Regions from separate parts of the Mus musculus genome. Here region 2 is linked to region 1. A link is a contact called in public promoter capture Hi-C data. All regions are on one chromosome and are shown on one strand. Each heading gives the region's core, a stretch centred on a gene start, on an enhancer-like site or on the middle of the called end of the contact. The rest is flanking DNA. Distances are from core to core; before and after follow the strand shown. Region 1 has its middle 19 kb from the start of Gm52714. Region 2 holds the start of Cptp (ceramide-1-phosphate transfer protein).

Region 1 (7,768 bases), core at 2,997-5,496:
CTCCTCCTCCTCCTCCTGCTCCCTTCTCCCTCCCTTCTCCCTTTCTCCCTTCTCCCTTCTTCTCCCTTCTTCTTCTCTCTTCTTTTCCCTTCTTCTTTTCCCTTCTCCCTTCTTCTCCCTTCTCCCTTTCCTCCTCCTCCTCCTCCTCCTCCTCCTCCTCCTCCTCCTCCTCCTCCTCTTCCTTCTTTTTTGGTTTTTCAAAATGGGTTTCTCAAGCCGGGCATGGTGGCACACACCTTTAATCCCAGCACTCGGGAGGCAGAGGCAGGCAGATTTCTGAGTTTGAGGCCAGCCTGGTCTACAAAGTGAGTTCCAGGACAGCCAGGACTATACAGAGAAACTTTGTCTCGAAAAAAACAAAAACAAAAGAAAGATAGGGTTGGAACTCACTCTGTAGACCAGGGTAGCTTCAAACTCAGAGAATGACCTGTCTTTGCCTCTCTAGTTCTGGGCTTAAAGATGTGCACCACCATCTCCTGACTTACCTCAATTTTTAATAGAAAAAAAACACAACATCAACAAAATTAGATAGTATTTTCAACATCAGCAATAACTAATTAGAAAAAAATAGAATTCATGGTAGTATCTAGTAATTAACTTATGTTAGTGCATACCACACCTATCCAAATCTTTAAAATTCAAGGAACTTGAGCCTATTTAGATGTCTCCAGTCTCTGGGAAGATCAAACACTATTAGAACCCAGCTCCTAGATCTCCTAGACACCTACAAAACCTATTCCAAGCCTCATCTGAAAAAAATTCAGGAACTAGATAAACTTACCCTAATAATGATGAAATAAAAAGATGTGAATAAATCCAGTCATGGTGGCACACACCTTTATTACAGCACCCAGGAGGCAGAGGTAAGCTGATCTCTTGGAGTTCCAGGCCAGCCTGGTCTATATAGTGAGAATCAGGACAATCAGAGTCACATAGAGAAACCCTGTCTCAAAAAAACAACCAACCAAACAAAAAAAACCCACCACCACCAACAACAACAAAAATAAATAAATAAATAAATAAATAAATAAATAATCCTTAAGTATAAATAAATAATCCTTAAGATTAGAGAAAGAACAGAGAGAGTTAGCTCCTTCAGATGCTAAGGGCCTATGAAAAAGCAATTGCTATATTTGTATTTAGCGCAGGAACAAATGATGTATAGGCAGAGGCCTCCAACAACATACACTAACAGAAGTCCACAAGCCAAGGTGATGAGTTTATCAGGTGTGTAAAACAAGTATGTGATGGGGAAGAAAATGGAATTCAGTTTTCCTCAGCAAGCTACCCACCTCTGGGATCTGAGATGGGCTGGAGAAAGGTACCAGGCCTTGACTTCTCATCTATAAGCCATATTAAAATATGATTAGGAGCTGACGAGATGAATCAGTGGGTAACATCAACACACACACACACATGATTGACAAATAACTTGTAATAAAAATAATTTAAATATTATTGGGGTTGGACGAATGGGAGTTCTACAATACCATAGTGGGAAAACTAGCACGAGGCTGTGAGTGTCATTTTCATAAAAGGGTGCCCTGAACTCAGGCCCAGAATCAGTAGTCAGAGACACGCAAATAAAAGGCTGAGAAGGGCTCAAATCACCTATCAGTTGGCAAGGCTAAGCGCTGGAGCTTGTGTGACAGGGATCCTAAGCGAGTAGACAGGGAAGTCTGAAAGAGACCCAGGATAACAGTGAGTTCCCCTGCAGAACCTTGCACCGAACACTGTCCCAGCACATGAGTTGGTAACAACGCAGAGGTCATATGGATGCATCTTATACTCGATGCTAAGGGAAACAGGGTTAGTGTTCATAATAAAAATGATCTTTGTTGAACACTCCATAGGAAATAGGGCACAGAAGTACAAGGGCAAGCCAGCAAACCCCTCCTAAGGTAAAACAAAGTCTTTGTCTGAGGACTGTTTGTCCTCTGTAGCCTGGTGGGTCTACACTTGTCTTCTGCGGACCCTACTCACGGCCTACCTTCCCATCAAGTGGCCACAGGGCCCATGGCTGCCACACTCTGTCTCCTCCTTGTCCAGCTCCAAAGTCCTGAGGTCATCATCACTTTTGACTCCCACCAGGGCAGAGCAAAAAGGTCTGAGACTAATAGATGGCTCAGGGCCTTGGTGGGTGACGGAGGCGTGACCTGAAGGCAGGGAACAAGCCTGAGTATTGAAGAAGATGGGACCTACCCTTCTGCAGTAGCCGTGTGAGTGCCCACCACTGAGAATGCGTGTAGTGGTTGTGAAAGCCAGCTAAAGGGTACAAAGCGGTTCTTGACAGGGCAATTTCTGTAATACAAAGTTCTTTAAAAATCATAGGACATTTCACTGCGATAGGGGCCAGATGGGGTGAGTGACCACAGAACAAGTAGTCCATGCAGAAATGTGTGGAGGAGGGTGGTTCTATTCCTATCAGGAAACACAAACCTCCCCTGGAAAAGGGAGTTGCCCCTACCCCCACAATGTTCTGTTTCTCTCCAGGGAGGGCTGTTTGTTGTCCTTGAATTGTAAGTGTCCAGGGCTCAGCATCCAGGACTAGATACCAGCAGGGTCTGTAAGCCCCCAGGACTGCTTTTTTCTGACTTTTTTTTTGTTGTTTGTGTTCCTGTAACTTCAAGTCAGGCTTTCCTCATTATTACCAAGTCTTCACTTTTCAATGAAAGCCCCTTGGCATTCCTGTGCCGATGAACATTATACACAAACCCTGTTTTTTCTCAGAGCAGAAGTTAAAAATTATTCAACACAAAATTCCTGGGCTGTGGAGCAGCGGCAGTTGTACCAGGCAAAGGTTTTCACCACATTCCGTCCAGGCAGGCCGTGATAAGAGAGCCCTGCTAGTCCACAAGGCACCTGAGGCCCCAGGGACCAGGTAGGACTGAGACTCGACCAGAGTCTGTGGGGGAACTGAAACAATTATCTGTGGACTTGCAGTTACTTTGGTTACTCTCTGATTTTGAGTAGCCCCAAGGCACTGCCCTGAAGGCTTTTCTTCCTGGGCCTGTATGTACGATGTCAGTGTCTTGGAAGGGTGTTTTCTGGGATATGTCAGGCCGGACACTCAGACACAATCGTGGGCTTAAGTCTACGTGAGAGGAGGCTCTTTCTGCAAGGGCGGTAAAAGGTCTTCCAGAAAGCCACTGCCACTTTAAGTTGGGATGAGGATCACACTGTGATCTTGGATTATTTGGAAATAGCCATGGCCTGAGAAAGTTTTATAGAAAAACATGGGAGAAATTAGGGGTATTGAGCCACAGTGATGTTTTATAGATGTCTTAAGCTTCCTGTGGGAAAAGATGGCTGTGAAGATCCTAACCTGGTCCAACTGCGTCCAGCCTGTCTGGTACCTGGGGAGCGCTCATGATCCATTCCATTAATGGAGCCACACGTATACGTCACACGTATACTTAACTTCCCCCTTACCTGGAGGATCTGGAGTAAGCTAGGGTAAGGCTGGGTGTCCCAGGTTTGCTCTGTTAAAGCTGAAATTCAGGCTGCTGGAGACCCAGACGTCCAGGTATTACAAGCGTGGGCCTGTCCTTGGCCTCACATGCAAGGCTTCTGGGCACTGTGCCAGGTAGGAGGCATACAGAGGCCATTTAACATGGGTAGAGGAAATTGGACCTCATGAGGCCACACCATAATGGGAAACCCTAGCCAGTTTCAACCATCAAGGCAAGGTGAAATGTAAAATGTGAAATGTCTATTGTCAAAGAGTGGGAAAGGTGATTTAGAGATACATTCTCAGGAATAAAAACAGCTACTTAAGCAGACTTTAGTTGAAGGTTATCACATTATTTTATCACTCTCAGGTCTCACAGAGAGAACCCCAGTATAACTTTAACTTTCATTCTCTAGTAGCGTTATATGTGAATGTAGTTAGAGACAAATGTTCTATAAGACTTAGAGAAGCATTTTCTCAGTCACACCCTACTTTCAGCTTGCCCCAACTCTAGTGGGATTCATTGTCACTTGCCCTGACAGGACTAAGCTGCTACTCACTGACCTCACCAAGGGGGGAGCATGTTTATCTTTCTCTCGCCTCTTGTCTTGGCACTGAATCCTTGAGTTTTCTCTTCCTCTTTTTCTCTTTCTTTCCTGTAGTTATGCTAGGAGTTCAGTTAAACTGTTTTGCGACAACAAGATCTGCATTTGAGAGGCCTATGGCTTCTGATACATGTTCTAACTTGAACTCTTGTGCTTTTCCAAAGGGTTAATAATTGCCTTTCTCTTCTTGCTTGCTTAGTTTTCTCTGATCAAATTACTAACTCATCTGTACTGGGCCTTTCTGGGAAAGGCTCTCAGCCTGAGCCTTTTGTGCGGGGGTGGGGTTGGCATCTTGAGGTGGCCGCTGGTTTTCACCCTGAAGAATCCTCCACCTCCTTCATCAGATTCTCTGGATCTGGAGCTCATAGTTCCTGGGTTGCTCTTTGCCAAAGTAGATGGTCCTCCTGTAGCCACTTAAAAGGAGGTTATAGTAAACATATGGCTTTGAGACTTTTATTCCATGATACTATTATGATGGTAGTTCAGCTGGGTCATTTTGTGGCTGTACACATCTTCCAAGTGTTCTCCAGGGCCTCTGTAGACATAGGTAAGACTGTTTTAATCCCTGGTTTTGGTATGAAACTTGACTTTTGCTTTTTCTCTGACGTTTTGGGGGCTTTCTTTTGTCTGTATGGCTCTGGCATTCCACAAATATGAAGCTTCACATAGGTTTACTCTCTCTCCCTTTCTGCTGAGCTGCCAGTGGCTCTTCCAATTTGGAATTTCCTATTCTTCTGTTTCAGGGGTTGCATTTCCTTTGTTGTGATTTGTTTTTACTTTTTAAACATTTGTTTATTTTTGAGTGCATTTGTGTGGGTGTGCATACGGAGATCAAAGGACACCACAGGAGTATGTCCTTTCCTTTTATCATGTGTGTCCCAGAGTTGATTTCAGATTGTCAGTCTTGATGCCAAATGGCTTTATCCGCTAAGCCATCTCTCCAGCTTTGCTGTTGTGGGGGGTTGGGGGTGGGGTCTCATATGGCCCAGGCTGGCATTGAATTATAGAAATCTAAGACTATTTTTTTTTTCGAGACAGGGTTTCTCTGTATAGCCCTGGCTGTCCTGGAACTCACTTTGTAGACCAGGCTGGCCTCAAACTCAGAAATCCGCCTGCCTCTGCCTCCCGAGTGCTGGGATTAAAGGCATGTGCCACCACACCCGGCCTGCCACATCTAATCTTGTATTTTAACATTTTACTTCCTCTCTCATATTATAAAGCTCTGGCCTTGAACCCAGTTGCACAAGGTAGTCTGGCTGCTTCTGGGGGTGGGGCTAAACCTTCTTTCCAAGGATAGCAAGAGCTCTGGGAACACATAGACACACACCCAAACACACACTTCAATCTATTAAAGTTAGTACCTGAGTTCCTATCTGGCCTGGATATGGCAGTTCCTTGGAGTTTGTCCCTGTGGGTGGGGAAAAGTGTATCCCTGAAGGTAGACTCTTGTTATTGTTTTATGTGTAGCCCTGGATGGCCTGTAACTCACAATGTAGACAAGGTTGGTTTGGAACTCACAGAAATCGACCTGTCTCTGCAATGCTAGGGTTAAAGGTGTGAGCTACTATGCCCCAAATTGCCTTTCTTGAAAAAAATGTTTGATTAACTTGTGTTCCTTACTGAGTGCTTGACACTAGTGTCAGGGAAACTGATTTTTTTCCCCCCCAAGAATCAGTGTAAAACTATAATGTGTGAAATGCCAGAGCCTCTTGCCCACCTGGCCTGCTGTCCATGGTCTCAAATTATTTATCTCCTCAAGCTCCAATCCCAGTGAGTAAATCAGAACAAACCTTGACACTGAGTTCCTTCAAACTACTCTTTGCTGTCCTGTGAGGACAATGAATTTGTTTCCCAATCACCAGAAGTTCCCAGTCACCTTAAAGGGCATAATGATATATAGTCCTTTAGCAGGTGCAGTGGCTTCTGGGAGTCCTTTGTGTGCTGGTATAGCTTTATAGTCCTCACAAACCCTCAGTATAGCTACGTAACACAGGAACTAGAGCTCCATACAGGGTCCTGGTGGAAATTAATTTCTCACGGTCAAAAGCCATGTAGCAGAGATACAGGAAGGACCCCAGAGCTCCCCACAGGTGCCTAGAACCAGAGAGCACCTGGAGGAAAGGAGACATCCAAAGAGGCCCAAGTCAGGGTTCACAACAGGCGTCCAGGTTTGTCCTGACAGAGCCACCTCTAAGAAGGATTGTTAGAGGTAGATGGTGAAGGAAGGCAACGTAGAGAGGACATTTGGTGGGAAGTGGAGGGGGGGGTCTTCTAAGACTTGGGAAAGCAGGATGGAGAGTGGAAATCTACTTTACCACTCCATGGCTGGTGATGACTGTAGGTGGAACCTTTACTGGAGAACTCCTAGCTGATCAGTGTGGCAGAGGCCTGCTCTCTGAAGGAGTCCCTGAAGCCCTGAGGCCTCAAGTCACACCCTCGTTATTCCTGTCTGGTCACTGCTATCTTGAACTCTTCACCTTCTCATCTTTGCAAAGCCTTAGGCTATCTTAGCAGCTGCAAGATCTTCCTGTTCTTGTCACTAGGGATTCTCTCACATGCAAGCTCTCATCTCCAACAAATAGTGCCACCCCTCTCTCTATCCATGGGTCTCCAGGATCTGTCTAAGCACATATTCTTGCTCAATGATCTTGACTGACTGGAGTCCTTACTTCACAAAGGCCTGAACAAGTTTGTATAGTACCATGCCCTCAGTTCTGTGTCCCTCTCCTTTTCCATGTCACCACCCTGGGTCCCAGGTGTAGCTTTGCCTCATCTCCAGCTGCTTCATCAAGGCAACATTTGAAGCCACTCGAGGGACATGGCTTCTTTAACAGGTTCCCACAAGGCCCAAGAGGAACTGACTGGCTTCTTGGAGTTTCTTTTAAATCAATGACTTCACTCCCCAAGCTGACCTGTGTTTTGCCTTCAAAGGCTTCAGACTGTACACTAGATATCATCAAGTCATAGTCCTACCTCTTAAAATAGGTGTCTTCCCACCCCTAACGCCCCAAGAGCCTCTAGTGGCATCCTAAGGTCACTGTCCCCTTTTCTCCTCTCAACCACTCTGCTGACTAGGACAGAAGCTGCTGGCATTCTGGATGCCAAATGCTTTGAACCTGGATTACATACATACATACATAAATACATACATAAATACATACATAAATACATACATACATACATACATACATACATACACATCTATCTCCTGGACAGGACCAGGAGGGAGGTTTTGCTACCTCCCCAGGGAGTAGGAATGGGGATGGTCCCAAAAGTGCCCAATGACCATAGACTTCACATTGTAGGACCTTCTAGAACTTTCTAACCTCGAAATGTGAGATTATCGGTGTTTTTTCGTTCCTACCTACACCTTATCTGATGGTAGCTGTCATCATGTGGACCTTGTACAAGGATTCTACTGCTCAAAGGCCTGACTTCTAGAAATTTGAGTTTTACATTTTTAAATCCTATCTTTTTGTTATTCTTTTTTTGTTTTATGTTAAAATTGCTAGGGATTGAACCCAGTGCTAGGCAAGTACTCTATCATATCCCCAGATCTTAGTTTTTAATTTCAAAATTAGAAATGTTTTCCTCCATGCAGGGGTCTGAGCCCACATCAGAGAGTAGGTCCTGGGCTGTGTATGTGGACTCTGACTGCCTGATAATGAATGCCCCGTACAGGCTGGAGAACAGCAATTCCTACCCTTCCTGA
Region 2 (7,768 bases), core at 1,524-4,023, 210 kb after region 1:
GCCCATGTGCATCCCACAGTCCAACATGACATTCTTCCCCGAAATGGAGACCAAGATGCAGCTTCGGCCTACATCCTGGCCAGCCCCTACTCAAAGAGAAGGACAAGTGAAAGACAAGGCCACGGTTCCTCCCTCTTTCCCCCAAGTTTCCTTCCCTCACTACTGCACGGGCTGACCAACACGGAACCACTTATACCTTCACACGAAGGTTAAGGAAATGCACAACAGTGAGATAAGGTGCTGTGCTAGGGGCTCCTGCCCTCCCTCACCACGCTTTCCCGCGCATCTCAAAGGTGTGACGAATTGTTAGCAGAGCACTGAGCACTGGCTGCAGTTCCCAACACTGAACAAACACAAGCCAGTGCTCTGTAAACAATACTGCTGTCCTCAAACCTAACTCAAATTATCTAGCCTTGACCCTCTACGGGGCTGCAAACCAGTGAGGCTTTCTTCCCTGAAATGTCTTCCCGAAGAGGCTGAGGCCTGGATCCTGAGGTCTAGTGTTGAATGAAGCCATGTGGCCTCAGGCTAACCACAAATAAACATGACTGACGGCAAAACTTTGGTCAGTGAGCAGCACAGGCCCCATACCCCTAGCTCAGCCTCAATGGGAGTTCCTCCCATGCTCCGGATGACATAAGCAGTCATCCCAGCCCAAGATACTGACCACATAGGACACATTTAACTAACTGTTATCTCTCCTGGGATCTGTATCCATAAGGAGAGAGACGTGGGCCAAGTCTCAACAGCAACCTGAAGACAACCAACAGCCCTGCTGCCATCTTGGATCCTACGGTTTCCACCGCCAACTGGAGGCACCAGCAACTATCATCAGCACCACAAATATCATGGTGACCAGCCATGGCCCAGTCTGCTTTCCTTACGTAGGCATCCACAATGACGCTGAGGAGCCATCAAGCTTAGATTTTTCTGCAGGCCTGCTGCTGTCCCCTCTAGATGTGTGTTCCCTGAAAGAAAGCTTTTAGCATCCCTCCCCATAGTTCCTTTAGCCCTGAAGCTGTGCCAGGCCCTGCTGCCCTTAAACTGAACTTATAGAAGGGGAATGGCTGCACGTTTACAAAAGTTACCTGACATCACAGGTGCCCATCATTACATGACTACCAAGAAAGGTGCCAAAGTATACATTTTTAAATTACAAAGCCCAGTTCTTGGGCACTGGCAAACGTTCTTCCCAAAGAGATTTACAACTCCAGGGGAAAAGGATGAGAAAACAAAACTGACAAGAAAGTAAAGAATACTACCTTGACCACACATCCCTGAATAGAGCAGAATTACACGGTAGGGGGAAGAGGCAATAAGTCACTGAGTACATTACATGGGGATTTAATAGCTGTTCCAAAAATTTCAGAACTGTGGCAGAGAACAAAACTTTCCCAGTGGTGGTAGGGGGCATTGGGGAGCCAGGTCAATGAATATGCTTCATCGTTTAAGCTAATTAGTATTTAGTCAGTATGAGATCTACAGAGTGAGTTCCAGGACAGCTAGGGCTACACAGAGAAACCCTGTCTCGAAAAACCAACCAACCAAACAAGACAAAAAAACAAAAACAAAAAAACAGTATGAGAAGTTGCGTCTGCTAAGGCCCTGTGATGCAGTGAGTTGAGAAGACTCGAAGTTTTAGCCAAGATGACCTAGAGACCGGGACCATGAATAGGAAAGTGCTCCCCACACCCTGCACACATGCAGGAAGTAAAACCCAGGGACATTTGGGAGGTTCTGAAACCCCAGGTTTTTTTCTTTGTTTGTTTGGTTTTTCGAGACAGGGTTTCTCTGTGTAGCCCTGACTGTCCTGGAACTCACTCTGTAGACCAGGCTGGCCTCGAACTCAGAAATCCGCCTGCCTCTGCCTCCCAAGTGCTGGGATTAAAGGCGTGCACCACCACCGCCCAGCGAAACCCCAGATTTCAAACGGTTGTTTTCTCTTTCACAGCCATCCTATGCTATTGGTGATCTTAGAGGTCTAGATCTATGTTTTCTACGATGAACAAATATACTTTTAACAATTCGGGATAGACCAGACACAAAGACTGGTTACTGATCTGAAGGATAGCAAGCAACCTGAACATGAAGAAGCGCTTGGGGGTGGTGGTGGTGGTGGTAGTGGTGGTGAGCAGAAGTAAGAGGGGCTTTGAAACAACCGTCCAAATGCAGGAGCGGAAAGTCGCCAGGACGATTTCTGTGCTGGATTCAACACCACCGACAGGCGAGGCTCATTTCACCTCACGACCATCGTAAGCAGCCCAGGTACAGAAGCTGGCCCTCCGTGACTCATATCGAGCTCTAGGACCAGGAATCAAACCCACATCTCGTCGACCCCCCGTGCCAGACAGAGAAAAGGGAGGCACTGGCTCTGAAACTGTCTACTCCGGCTTCCGCTCCCTGGGACGAGCAGATGATCAAACGGCTACGGAGATGAAGGGACCCATCCGACTCTCCGGACGCCGCGGAAGATGCTTAGGACTCGGACTCACCCAAGGGAGTGACCCTAATCTCGGGCATGGTCAGGGAGGTCGCCTCGAACCACGGCTCCACGGCTCGCGTGCACCGCCCGCAGGAGAGCCGCAGGCAGACCCCGCGCGCGCTCACATCAGACGCCCGGCCGCGGCGAGTCCCTCCGCACTGCGCGCAGGCGCAACCGCCGAGACCGCCCCCTTCCTGCCCTCGCGCCGGAAACGCAGGCGGATATGTCGAGTTCTAATTGGATGATCAGCAACCAATTGGGATGGCTGGCGGGGCAGCGGAGGGCGGGGCAGAGGCTGGACTTTGGGTTGCAGCTCCAGGTTTCTGCTCAACCGCAGGCTCCGAGCTTGAGGGGAAAGCATGGGGACGGGGACCCTTACCTGACGTGAACCAGGCGGCAGAGCCACGTCTCTGTACACCACCGGGGCGGACTGGCAAAGAATCGTCTCCCACAGCAGCCTAATTGTAGCTTTGATCAACCCTCCCCATCGCTGGCCTCTGCTGCACCCTTTGCCCTCCGCGGGAGTAGAGACCACCACTCCCCCACCATCGGAACCCATCTCAGGTGAGATTTGTAGACTTCTCTGCACCACCCTGGCTTGCTGCTACGCCTAGGTGTATGCTGGGTGCCAGCTTGTGGGCCTTTGCCCGGCTGTCCATCCTGTTTAGCTTGATCATCAGAGGGAGCTGGATCACCTTCCGGGAGCTGGCGAGCTGCTCTCCCTTCCTGTTCTTTCCGGGTTTACCGCGGACAGTTCTAAGAGGCTACTTGGCTCAGGCTCTGGGCAGGAAGGCCTGGCCGCAGGATTGTTAGGTGGCCAAAAAAGAACTGGGGTGAGGGGGGCGGCATAGAGACTATTGACCCACGGGACAGCAAACAGGCCGAGGGTGTATCGCAAGATTCTGGGCGTCGCCAACTTTGAGGCCCAGGCGGGGCTGTCCCTGACACCTAAACACAAGGTGAGCCCATCTCCTAAGTCTGGAACTTGCGACAGGCATCCAGTCCAACCCATGAGGCCCTGTCACCATTTACATGGACCGGGGAGACATGTAGACCACACTCCCAGAGCTGAAGGACTGAGACCTAGGACTGTGTGAAGGAAAGAAAAAACTTGCACACAGATACGTTGCACACTGGATAGGGGTGGGTTTTTGAAGGCCTGATGGTACAGAGGTTAAGGCAGGAATCCACAAGAATCTCCAGGACTGGTGGTAAGTGTTGGACATAAGTGTAATGCAGCCACATCCCACAGAGTTGGTCCTGGACATCAAGGCAAGGCTGTTAAGATAGCAGGAAAGGTAGGGACTGGGTGCTTAGAGTGACCCATCCAACATGTGAACACAAAAGGAGCCTAGTGGCACAAACTTGTAGTTCTAGCTACTCGGGAAGCAGAAAGATTGAAAGTAAAAGGCCTAGTTTGACATGGTGGCACACACCTTTAACCCCAGCACTTTAATCCCAGACAGGCAGATCTGAGTTCAAGATCAGCCTGATTTACAGAGTAAGCTCCAGGACAGCCAGGGTTACACAGAGAAATCTTGTCTTGAAAAAACAAATTAAAAAAGAAAGTTAAAGGCCTGCCTAGGCTATTACCTGTCCAGCATACAAGAGGCCCTTAGGTTCAGTTCCCACAACTGTAAATAAATAAATAAGCAAGTAAGTGTGGAGACTTAAGTTTGTGGAGTGACTGTAAAAATGCTTACAGAATACAGAGCCCAGCCTTACCTTAAGGCCTTTATCCTAGACCAATTCCAGAATGTTCTCTAGAGCTAGTGGGAGAACTTGTAGCAATCCTTTGTATGTGGTATGACCTTTGGTCCAGCTACCCTGGTTTTTGGGGACACATACCATTTCAACAACAGGAGTATCCATCTGTCTGTCTAGCAGATGCCAACCCACAGCCTCTGCTTTAATTTTGGGGGATACACCCCGGATAAAGGAAGGGAAAGCCTCACACCCTCTCCTTGTGTGAGGACCACTTATTTTATTTAAAGTCCCTGTTTTTGTTTTAGTGCAACTTCCCATCAGAATGCTGGCCTAATCCAGTGAGGTCCGGGTGTGGCCAGGATCCAGGGCTGTGCCCACCTTTTAGGGACATTCCCCTAAATTCCCCTAATGCACGAAACATGCTCTAAGGAAGAGAAAAAACGAAACTGTAAGAAGCAACAGCAGATGCCATCAGTGCAGCTGTGAAGTCTCAGGTCAGGAACAGATTAGCCTGAAGGACAAGGAGCAGCCATGGCAAGATCTGTGGGTACAGGACTAAAGGGCACAGCAGGGTCAAAGTGGCTTGTGGAAAAGCTTGTGGTTTCTGGTGAAAGCACTCAGGTGAAGGGATAGAACTTCACCGTGATTCTCAGGAGACAGTTTTAGCACTGCACTATTTCTTTCAGATCTTCTGCCCAATCTCTTCCTGAGAAAATGAACCACAGAATGAGATAATCCACCATGACGACTACACGTTCTGTGTGAAACTGTTTCAGCTTGTGTTGGAAGATGGATGACTCAGAGAAAGATTTCAACCTTAAAGTCGTCCTGGTCAGCTTCAAGCAGTGTCTCACTGACAAGGGAGAGGTGCTGCTGGACCACTATATTGCCGGCTGGAAGGGACTTGTCAGGTGCGTCTACTGGGGCTGCTGAAGGTAGCAGCTTTGCCAGCCAGAGTCCACATGGGACCTCTGCATCCCGCATGGCATAGGAGGATGGGAGCAGCTAGCAGACTATCTGGCTTTCCTGCCTTTGCCACCAGACAGACACGTGCTCCAGCAGGCTCAAGGCATCTTCCCTGTACTACAGGATTGCTGCCAGTATGAGTAGAGCTTCAAATTTATGCTTCCTTTCGCAGGTTTCTAAACAGCCTGGGGGCCGTCTTCTCATTCATTTCCAAGGATGTGGTCGCAAAGCTGCAGATCATGGAGCGTCTGAGAAGCAGCCCACAGTCTGAACACTACGCTAGCTTGCAGTCCATGGTAGCCTACGAGGTGAGCAACAAGCTGGTGGACATGGATCACCGTTCCCATCCCCGACACCCTCACTCAGGCTGCCGGACTGTGCTGCGCCTACATCGTGCTCTGCACTGGCTACAGCTGTTCCTGGACGGCCTGCGCACCAGCTCTGAGGATGCTCGTACCTCCACACTCTGCAGTGAGGCCTACAATGCCACGCTGGCTAACTATCACTCCTGGATAGTACGTCAAGCTGTCACTGTGGCCTTCTGTGCCTTACCCTCACGCAAGGTCTTCCTCGAGGCCATGAATATGGAGTCCACTGAGCAAGCAGTGGAGATGCTGGGGGAGGCCCTGCCCTTCATTGAGCATGTGTATGACATCTCCCAGAAGCTCTATGCTGAGCATTCCCTGCTAGACCTGCCCTAGGCGTGGACTTACCCTGCTCAGAACTGGGTTTAGGCAACCTGGGACTACTCCCACAGCAGTGCTTTCTGGATACTACTATCACCCCTGAAAGCTGAGCTTGTTGAGAGCCACAGTCTGTGATAGGAAAGGTGTTAGGCAGCTGAACCAAGAAAGGTGGGTGCTGGCCGTCCTCTCAGTCCGGGATGAGACAATGGAACTCCAGTTTTGCCCTCCACTTCAGCTTATGTGTGTGTTCAGGCAGTCTTGATGGAAGTGCAGATGGCAAATGGAGAAGATGGGGGCTGGGGGTGTCATGGACCTGCAACAACCCAAGGTTGCTCTACCTCCTGTGTACAATCTGAAATGGTGTAAGGACGCGGGACCCTGGAGCTGTCTTCCTCGCAGCCAGCATGCCCAGCCACTGTGTGTCCTCCTGAGTTCATCTTGAGCCTTAGACACAGCACTGGTGCCAGGCAAACAGTCCTGGGCCTACATGCTTGGGGCCTCTTCATATTCCAAAAGCTGTCTTTGGGTAAGATGAAGTTCCTCTGGCAGTGGCATGAGTGCTGAAGGCTCTTTCCCTGCCCTTCACCTGCTTTCTTGATAGTCTCTCTGCATACCAAACAGGCCCTTGTCTCCTGGGAAATGGAAACTATGAAATCAATAGCTGAGGCTTCTCTAGGAAAGCCTGCCCTGGTCAGTACAACCTGTTTCACAGCTTCTATAGAATAGTTACATCAGCCTTCTGAAGATGGCCTCTTAGAGCACATGCACCCCCAAGATTCTAAGATGTCAATACTAACTGACCAAACCATACCTCTCTAGCCAGCCCTGCTGCTCCTGTTGTCTGGTACCCAGGTGACTGAGGACATGACTGGTGGAAGGAAACTAGGCCCCTTTGTCTGTCAGATGGCCATACCCAGCATGGCTGATGCCCAGTGTATAAGACCCTACGCTTTTCCACTGGTCTTAATGTTAAACCCTAGGACAGTGTCCTCAGCATAGCTGGTGTGTGTGAATGCAAACTTTGGGGCATATCTCTTCCATTAAGCACTGTGATATATGTAGTATTTCCAACAAATAAATTATACCTACATGATTGGGTATAGCATTCTGGGATGGGTCACAGGTGTGTCAGGTGCCTAATTATGTGGGGGAAGAACATAGAAATATATAGGTGGGGAGGGAGCTAACCCTAGGAATAAGGCTAAAGCATGTGTCTCCAGTCCTGAAGACTCAAAGGGCAACGTGAATCATGAGACATGTTCAGGACTGAAGGAGTTGCCATGTATCTGTCCTTGATGTATCTTAATCATACATACACTATGAGATCTGTGTTACCTCCATTTTGCAGGTGAGAAAAGAAACACCTGAATGGCCTACCTTAAAGGGCTAAGTGGGAAAATAGGTCTGAAGATAACCCAGGCACTGTGTGACAAAGCGGGAAGAAAACTAGAGATGCTTTCTTCATGGCAACAACCTAGAGGGTACAACCTAGTGGTTTCTTCTTGGTACTCCACTGTATACACCCCATCTGCTTGGGCTGTACATTGTCTGACCATGCTTATAACAAAAGTCACATACTACTAGCCAAGACTGAGAACTTAGAGCGACTGGCCAGAAAGTAAAGATACAACAGTTGATATGTGTGCCACACACAGATCCATGTGTACATGTCTATTAATTATGTGAACGTGCTTTGTGGACATCCTCACAAAGCAGCAGGGAAATGCAAAGGTCATTTCCATAACACCTGCTGGACACCATATGACATTGAGATTACCGGGGTGCCCATTCCAACAAGAGTTAATAGCTCCCCCTATGTTTGGGTGCCAGAAACCTGATTTGTTAGCAATAGCTCCCTCACATCCAGATTAAGAGGGGGATGGCTTAGCTAGGGTTACTATGATGAAACTATGACCAAAGCAACTTG

The links. Promoter capture Hi-C pulls out the DNA fragments that hold promoters and counts their contacts.
Region 2: a promoter capture Hi-C map of the HPC-7 cell line shows a contact between it and region 1. The contact joins the promoter of Cptp here to the enhancer-like site in region 1. A contact is called at or near these places in 4 of 39 promoter capture datasets (the HPC-7 cell line, cranial neural crest, liver and 1 more), 3 of 484 Hi-C or Micro-C datasets (the AML12 cell line, liver and nephron progenitors), 5 of 115 datasets of contacts at active chromatin or transcription factors (craniofacial prominence and embryonic stem cells) and 1 of 9 other capture datasets (liver).

Annotation. Positions count from the first base shown.
Region 1 is chr4:156,079,354-156,087,121 of GRCm38.p6, reverse strand. No RefSeq gene overlaps it. Among named protein-coding and RNA genes, the nearest start is that of Gm52714, 19 kb to the right of the region's middle. Within about 2 kb of position 4,246, at least 34 of the 459 cell types and tissues checked have an H3K27ac peak or open chromatin away from gene starts, as enhancers often do. A contact at or near this core is called in the HPC-7 cell line and nephron progenitors, where this site is marked.
Region 2 is chr4:155,864,445-155,872,212 of GRCm38.p6, reverse strand. It overlaps Cptp (ceramide-1-phosphate transfer protein), which reads left to right and starts at 2,773. Exons shown (of 3, transcript NM_024472.4): 1 at 2,773-3,046; 2 at 4,876-5,100; 3 at 5,328-7,490. The coding sequence starts at 4,979. The coding sequence ends at 5,856. Ints11 (integrator complex subunit 11) reads right to left here and starts at 2,646. Exons shown (of 17, transcript NM_028020.3): 1 at 2,493-2,646; 2 at 1-86. The coding sequence starts at 2,520.